Linked DNA regions of Callithrix jacchus: region 1 is linked to region 2. A link is a contact called in public Hi-C data. All regions are on one chromosome and are shown on one strand. Each heading gives the region's core, a stretch centred on a gene start, on an enhancer-like site or on the middle of the called end of the contact. The rest is flanking DNA. Distances are from core to core; before and after follow the strand shown.

Evidence for each region. Hi-C and Micro-C count contacts between places; a contact is called where the count stands out from the background.
Region 1: a Hi-C map of induced pluripotent stem cells shows a contact between it and region 2, with 2.0 times the contacts expected there. The contact joins two enhancer-like sites. A contact is called at or near these places in 2 of 3 Hi-C or Micro-C datasets (induced pluripotent stem cells and skeletal muscle).

What each region holds. Positions count from the first base shown.
Region 1 is chr1:201,291,809-201,295,769 of calJac240_pri, forward strand. The region is part of intron 2 of OSBP2 (oxysterol binding protein 2); the gene reads left to right. Among named protein-coding and RNA genes, the nearest start is that of OSBP2, 55 kb to the left of the region's middle. Within about 2 kb of position 2,578, at least 2 of the 16 cell types and tissues checked have an H3K27ac peak or open chromatin away from gene starts, as enhancers often do.
Region 2 is chr1:201,201,132-201,205,367 of calJac240_pri, forward strand. SLC35E4 (solute carrier family 35 member E4) reads left to right here. Exons shown (of 3, transcript XM_035269645.3): 3 at 2,158-2,251. The coding sequence ends at 2,236. Among named protein-coding and RNA genes, the nearest start is that of SLC35E4, 12 kb to the left of the region's middle. Within about 2 kb of position 2,645, at least 2 of the 16 cell types and tissues checked have an H3K27ac peak or open chromatin away from gene starts, as enhancers often do.

The DNA.
Region 1 (3,961 bases), core at 1,328-3,827, 91 kb after region 2:
CAGCATGTCCTGTAAAATGCCCTGGAATTCAGTGGCCTTTTCTCTAGTCAGTTTGGTATTCCTTCCATGGAGCTGGTTGCAGCTTTCACATTCCCTTCTACCTGTGTATTTGGGGTTGGATGATACATTTTTGCCTGTGTGGAATTTATTAGTTCTTAATTGTTATACCCAAATATTATGTCACATCAATCAAACTCTGAGAAATCAAAGGCACATAGCACTTGTGAGAATTACACTGAGTCTTTTCTTCTACTGCTTGGGGGGAAGAAAATAGATTTTTCTTTGATTCATCACTCAGAAGAAATAGACTTCAGCCAAAAATTGGGCAGACTTTTCCAAGTGCGTGAGAAATGTCAAAACTCCCTAGATGGTGTTTTCCCTTCACACTCCCTCTGTTTACGGTCCCTGTTTACCGTTGACATTGGAAGGCTCCTGTTCTGTGAAGGAAAGCAATGCAATCCTGCGAGGTCACTCGAAGGCAAAATGGTTCTTATGCACTAAAGAGCGTGCATATGTCCCTCCGCAGGCTTTGGTTGGTGTCCTTTTGTGTCCTGGGGGCTGAGCCAGATGCAGGGAACTCCAAGATGAATGGGCACAGACTTGGACCTGGCCCTTGAGGAGCTCACTGTCAGGGGCTGGGGAGAAACTTCATGTGGGTAGCACAGGTGCACTGGCACATGCAGAGGAGAGAAGAGCTGTGTCTGGGGTGGAGTAGGACCTCACCTTCCCCAAAGCCCCTTGCCTCATACCCCTCCCTGCTCTGTAGCAAGCTGCCTTATCCTCCCCACGTCCTTTGTGTCACCCCTGCCGGCTCTCCCTCAGCCTCAAGGAGGCTGTGTGCTGCGCTGTCCTGCCCCGCCGGCCTCATGTTGGGGTCTCCATGTGTGTCTGACTCCTCCACCTGGAGCTGCTCTGCACAGACCTCCTGCCACTGAGCTGAGGCTGGGGGTGACCTGTCCAACCCCATGGCCTCTGGATCAGCTTTGGTCATTGCCTCCTGGGGCTGCTGTTGCCCCACCTCAAACCTTCCCTTGCCCCATAGCCATCTGCTGACCATATCTTCCTGTCCCCATCACTGATCTTCCCCACATCTGTCTTTAAGCTCATAAAAACTACCCGTTCTTGCCAGGTACAGTGGCTCATACCTGTAATCCCAGCACTTTGGGAGGCCGAGTCGGGCAAATCATGAGGTCAGGAGTTCAAGACCAGCCTGACCAACACTGCGAAACCCCGTCTCTACTAAAAATAGAAAAATTAGCTGAGTGTGGTGGTGCTCGCCTGTAATCCCAGCTACTCGGGAGGCTGAGGCAGGAGAATCACTTGAACCAGTGAAGCAGAGAGGTTGCAGTGAGCTGAGATCATGCCACTGCACTCCAGCATGAAGTTTTTTGAGACCCTGTCTCAAAAAACAAAAAAACAACAACAACAAAAACCTCCCCATCCTTGACCCCTCTGCTTTCTTCCTATATACCCAGCCTTCCTGCGGGGCAGCCTCTCCTCTTTCTTGCTAGATCCCTATCTTCCTGACCTCTTGGCGTTTAGCACATGCATCTCCAACACCCTAGCCAAGATCAGCTCACTTGTTTCCTCCCATGGAAAGAGGTCCCTCTTCTCAGCTGCTGGGGGACAACATCTAGCTGTGTAGGCTGTGGCCACTAAACACTTATGCTTTACACCCGCTGGGCATGCCAGACCCAGAGGGCGCTTAGAGCAGAGAGGGTGTGGAACTCTGGGCAGCTGATGGCTGGGACCTCAGATGATGTCCTGGGCCATAGATCAGGGGTCTTCCCTGCTGGGCTGGAGATGGACAGGGCTCTGTATCACCAGAGAGACCAGAGCTCACCACAATACCAAGCAGCCTTTGAAGACAGTCCTGATTCTCAGATTCTCACTTCCTTTCTTATACTTTATTAGAAAAATTCATACGAGGAAGGGCATGGAGGTTTCTGCAGTTCTGATCAGGCAACCCCAGGACTGTGTGATTGGCTCTTCAAGCAGCTTCTGAAGTGTAGGCCTTCTTTGACTTCGGGAAGCTTTGTCTCATTTCCAGCTGCCATCTGGTGGCTGGATTGAGGCCCTTCTGAGTGCATGTTGAGTCAGCCAGGGCTGGCTTGCTCATCTGTCTTTTTAAAGTCCCGGCAGGGGCATCAGAATGTGAGACCTCTGGGGAGCAGAGCCCAACCAGGAAAAGGAACTTTTACCTAGGCATCTCCCACCCTCCAGGAGGGGCAAATCTGGCCCAGGGACTGGTCAATTGTGTCCCTCTTCAGCGTTCCCCTCCCCATGCCACTCATTTTTCCAAATCCTGGTGTCTTGGTGCCTCTGCTAGGATTGTGCCCACCCATCTCAGCCCTCAGGTCCCCCAGGGCCCTTGGCCATGGAGCTTGTCCTCAACCCCTGGGCCTTGCTACCCAGTCGGCATGCCCTTGCGTTTTCAGCCATACCTTAACATGAAATGCCAGTCCCCACGCAGCCTGACCTCACTAGGCCCCATCCACCTCTGCCCCACATGGCCACCTGCAGACCCTGTGGGCTCTGGCTCAGTGACCTTAAAGTCAGAAGCCCTTTTCTGGCCACCACAGCAGTTACCCTGCCAGTGCCCTTCCAGATCTGACTCCTCCAGGAGGCAGCTGCCTTTTCTCTTCCTTTCTCATTTGGCCTTGCCCTGTGGTTCACTCCTGCTGGGGTGAGTTCTTTCTCTCTCTCCTTGTTGTCTGGCTTCCTTCACACCTGTTTGTCCTCTGTCTAACCACGGGCCAGTCCAGGCACTAGACAGGTTCTGCCTGAATCTGGATTGTGTCACTTATAAGCTAAGTCCCTGTGCCTCTGCCTCCTTACCCATAAAGTGGAAGTAGTGATAAAGACCTCTTAGGGTTGTCAAGAGGGATAAATCAAATCATGTTACAAACTGCCCAGCAGTCACTGGAGTGTGGTGGCCACTTGGCTGACAGCAGTGACATTGATGGTCTTTTGGTGATCACCTGTCAGTTCTGTACCTTCTACTTTCAGGCAGGGGTGATAGGGCCCTTCTCTGAGCACACGTACACATGCCATGCAGCCACGATCTGTGGTGACCCCTCCCAGCCATGCAGCCACACTCCTCAAACCCAGGGTATCTGCTGGGCCTTGATCAGTACCTGTCCCCTTTGTGTGGGTCCCCTGCCACCTTTCTCCCATCCCCTAGTGGCTCTAGAAGTCTTTGCTACTCTGCGAATTGTCACTGCTACCTCCTGGCTCACTGCAAAAGATCTTGCTTCCTCATTCATAGAACAAAACCGGATCCACAGCCTGAGCCCCTCAGCTCCCTGCTATCACACTTAAGCTCTTCCATCCCCTGCCATGTGAATCCCTAATGATTCCAATAGAGACATTCTCTCCTTTGAAGCAGTACCGAGCTTCAAAGAGTGATTTTCTCTCTCTTGCTGGGGGACTTGGTTTTATCACTGTTTCCTCCCCTCCCCTCCCCTCCCCTCCCCTCCCCTCCCCTCCCCTCCTCCTCTTTCCTATCTTGCTCTGTCACCCAGGCTGGAGTGCAGTGGCATGATTTCAGCTCACTGCAACCTCTGCCTCCCGGGTTCAAGCGAATCTCCTGCTTCTGCCTCCCAAGTAGCTGGGTATACAGGCGTGTATGCCCAATACTTTTTGTATTTTTAGTAGAGACAGGGTTCCACCATGTTGGCTAGGCTGGCCTCAAACTCCTGACCTCAGGTGATCCTTGGCCTTCCAAAGTGCTGGGTTTACAGGTGTGAGCCACCATGCCTGGCCTTATCACTCTCTCCTGGCTTCTTCCTACTACATATGACCCACCACTCACTACTTTGAAATTGTCCTAGTCAAAATCTCAGGACACCTTCCAGAACTGGCAGTTGACCAGGAAGTGAATCTGGGTGTCACCTTGAGTCCTACCCTCACTTACCCCTCCCTGCAGCTTGTGAGCAGATCCTGTCAGCGCCAGACCTGA
Region 2 (4,236 bases), core at 1,395-3,894:
AAGGGTCTTTGAGACTTGGGGGATCTCAGAAGCCACCTGGGACAGCCCTGGCCTGAATCCAACCTCAGCTGTGGCAAAGAGTGGAGAAAGAGTAGAGAACAGGGCCGGGCATGGTGGCTCATGCTTGTAATCTCAGCACTTCCAGAGGCTGAGGTGGGTGGATCACCTGAGGCCAGGAGTTTGAGACCAGCCTGGTCAACATGGCGAAACCTCGTCTTTACTAAAAATACAAAAATTAGCTGGGTATGGCTATGGCAGCGTGTGCCTATAGTCCCAGCTACATGGGAGGCTGAGGTGGGAGGATCACTTGAGCCCTGGAGATTGAGGCTCCAGTCAGCCAAAATCACATGCCACTGCATTCCAGCCTGGAAGACAGAGCAAGACCCTGTCTGAAACAAACAAGAAAAAAAAGGTGGAGAACAGGCAGTGACCTCTGCTGGGGGTGATGGCAGGAAGGGGAGCCTTCTGGAAGGGCTGCCTTGGAGGCTGGGATGGGGACTCCCAGGGAGACCAGCCTCCTATCCCTGCCTGCTTCACCCCTGCCACAGACTCTGCTCACCACTGGATGGTGGGTCCAAGCCTGGCACAGTCCTTGTGCCTGTCAGAGTCATTATGATGAGTAATATCAACTACGATGCCAAAAATTGCTGGGCAAACTTTGAAGACCTCAATGTATTATTATGACGATGATGATGATTCTTGGCGGTTACACAATCCTTCCTGGTCAGGGGCAGCTAGGAGGCCCAGCAAGGGGGCTTCTATCCTGCTGGGCTTCTCTAGGGAGTTGGGGTAGTCTGTGCCAACTCCAGGCAGCTGCTGTGGCCTCACCCCTGAGCCCCCCAGTTTTGGATCATCTATCTTCAAATACACTATTTTTGCTTGAATGCCTTTGTCATTTGTTGGGGGTATAGAGGGGACATAGGGAAACCCGCACAGAAACTATGACATCCTCCCTTGCCCATTGAGTTCTGTCTAGCCCCCACCCTGAACTCAGCCCCATTCCCTCAAATCCCTCCACTGGCCAAGCCACCATTGCCCATCTTCCGAACAGTGGCAATGGTATTTCCCTAGCTCTGCCCTGGCCCCTCTATTCCATCTTACACACAGCCCCCTTCACCCAGAGGGATCTCACTAAAACATGCACATTCTGATGCTCCTCACTACTCCAGGGACAAAGTCAGAATTTCCTATCCCAGACCCTAAGGCCCTCAGGCCCTGGCACCTGCAGCCTCACCCAGCCCATCTCCTTTCTGTTGGGCTCTGCCTTCCAACCTCACTGACTTCTTCCAGTTCCTCGTGATACCAGACCTGCTCACTGAAGCCTGTGCACATGCTGTTCCCTCTGTCCAGTCCCCAATTCCTATACAACCTCCTCCCCTCTCACGGCTTAAACCATTGCCTGAAGGAAAAAAACCCAAACATGCAACTCTTTAAGAGAACTCCTCCTGTAATCCCAGCACTTTGGGAGGCCGAGGCGGGTGGATCACGAGGTCAAGAGATCGAGACCATCTTGGTCAACATGGTGAAACCCCGTCTCTACTAAAAATACAAAAAATTAGCTGGGCATGGTGGCACATGCCTGTAATCCCAGCTACTCAGGAGGCTGAGGCAGGAGAATTGCCTGAACCCAGGAGGCAGAGGTTGTGGTGAGCCGAGATCGCGCCATTGCACTCCAGCCTGGGTAACAAGAGCGAAACTCCGTCTCAATTAAAAAAAAAAAAAAAAAAGAGAGAACTCCAATCTCTTGAGCCGGGGAGTTGGAGGCTGCAGCACACTATGATCTCCAGCCTGGGTAACAGTGCAAGACCCTCTCTCTTTGAAAAAAAACAATAAAAGAAGGAAGAGCTGATGAGGGTCTTGACAAGGGACTGTGCTCAGGAGGCTGGCAGGGGTGCACGGGAGCGGGGCTCCCACATAGGGAACCTAAGACAGGAGTCCCAACCCTCAGAGCTCCCTGACCTGCTGGCCAGCCTCAGCTTTGTTATTTACCTCTCTGACCCTTTCCTTGGCTCCCGTAACACTTAACTCTCCCCACCCAGCTACCTCTCTTGGAGACCACCTGTTAAAGATGATAAGGACCCAGGCTGGAGAGAGGACACCTGGGACCTAATCCTGCTCTGCCCACCTGACTGGGAACCTCCCCTCGCTGGGTCTCAGCTTCCAGATCTGCAAAATGGAACTGATGATCCCTATGGAGAGGATTCGAATGAGGAGCGCTGGGCAGGGCCAGGAGTGAGGAAGGAAGTGATGGCGCCAGCTGGCTCTGCTTCTGTCGTGGGGTAGTCACCCAACCTTTCTGGAAACCAGGTGCAAATGTCTCTTTTTTGTGTAAGGACCAGGAGCTAGACCAGGCTGGGACTGAGGTCTAGGGAGACTGAAATTCAGGGAGGAATCATTCAGATTCAGTAACCAGAATTTGTCACACAGTGCCAGTCAGTGTGAGGCAGGGCTGAGTGAAGGGCCAGCCCACGGCGTGGTGGGAGGTAGGCAGGGAAGGCCTGGGAGGACCGGCATGGGATTTCCTGGCCCCAGCCTCCGCCCAGGCTGGCCTTAAAGAAGGGGAAGTGGGCCAGGGCTGAGTCACCCGCCACCCACCCTCCCTGTGACTCAGAGATGCCACTGGCCCAGCCCAGTCCCTGGGCAGCTTGGGTACCTCTGGCCTCCACTCTCAGGCTCTGCCAGGCAGGACGGAGGGATGGATGGCTGTGGTCAAGAGAGTCTCCCTGGTCACTCAGGACCTTTTCCCATCCAACGGACCCCTGCTGGCATAGCAGGGACCTCCCTGCAGCACTGTCACTTCTAGGCCTTATGGAATGCTTGGCTAATGAGTGAGCCTCACGTCAGATCAAAGCCTGCCCCTAGTGGTTGTGGGGACGGGTAACAGGAATTATGTATGACCTTGGAGCTGATTTGTCAACAGATTTGGGACCAGACATTGAGGTGATTCCCCCAAGATCACAGTCAAAGCCATCCCTATCACCCCACCCAGCAGTGGACACAGAGAGCACTGGATTGGGAGTCAAAAAGCTTGGGTTTGGCGGGACGTGGTGGCTCAAGCCTGTAATCCCAGAACTTTAGGAGGCTGAGGCAGGCAGATCACCTGAAGTCAGAAGTTTGAGACCAGCCTGGCCAAGATGGCGAAAACCTGTCTCTACTACAAATACAAAAATTAGCCAGGCGTGGTGGCAAGTGCCTGTAATCCCAGCTGCTTAGAAGGAGCAGCCTCCCAGGTTCAAAGAATCCTTTGAACCTGGGAGGCAGAGGTTTCAGTGAGCCGTGATCCTGCCATTGCACTCCAGCCTGGGGACAGATCCAGACTCCTTCTCAAGAACAAAACAAAACAAAAGCTCAGGTTTGATCCTGGCCCCTCCTACTTAGATGTGACAGTGTCCTTGGGAGTGAAGATCACTGAGATAACATAGTGGGGAGGGAGGGTCCCATTGAAAGGTCATTGTCCCTCCACGCTCTGCCTCGCAATAGTTCTGTTGCCTCAGGCAAGTCTCTTCATCTGCTTGAGCCTCAATTCACTGCATCCAGTCCCTGCTGGGAAGCTTCTTTTTAGGAAAACAGGTGTCACCTCCCTTAGGCAGCTCTGCTGCCCCACAAGACCCCACTCCATGCCAGGCTGAGTTTGAAGCTCCAGCCAAAGCTCACCCCACTTTCCAGGCAGGGCCCAGATCACACCCCACCATCAGGTCTGGATTCTTGTCTCTCTTCTCCACTGGACTGGGCTCCAGGAGGGCTTGCTGCTCTCTCCCAAGCACTGGCACAGCATATGGCATGGAATGGGCAGGAGAGAATGTCAAAAACAGGGACAACAGAGTATGATGGGTGCACCTGTAGTCCAAGCTACGTGGGCGGCTGAGGCAGGAGGATTGCTTGATCCTGGGAGTTTGAGGCTGCTATGAGCTATGATTACACCACTGCACTTCAACCTGGGCAACAGAGCAAGACCCCATCTCTTAAAAAAAAAAGCAGGGAGGTGGGTGGATCACAACAAGGTCAAGAGATCGAGACCATCCTGGTCAACAAGGTGAAACCCCGTCTCTACTAAAAATACAAAAATTAGCTGGGCATGGTGGTACGCGCCTGTAGTCCCAGCTACGCGGGAGGCTGAGGCAGGACAATTGCTTGAACCCAGAAGGTGGAGGCTGAGGTGAGATCGTGCCATTGCACTCCAGTCTGGGTAACAACAGCGAAACTCCATCTCAAAAAAACAAACAAACAAAAAAAAAA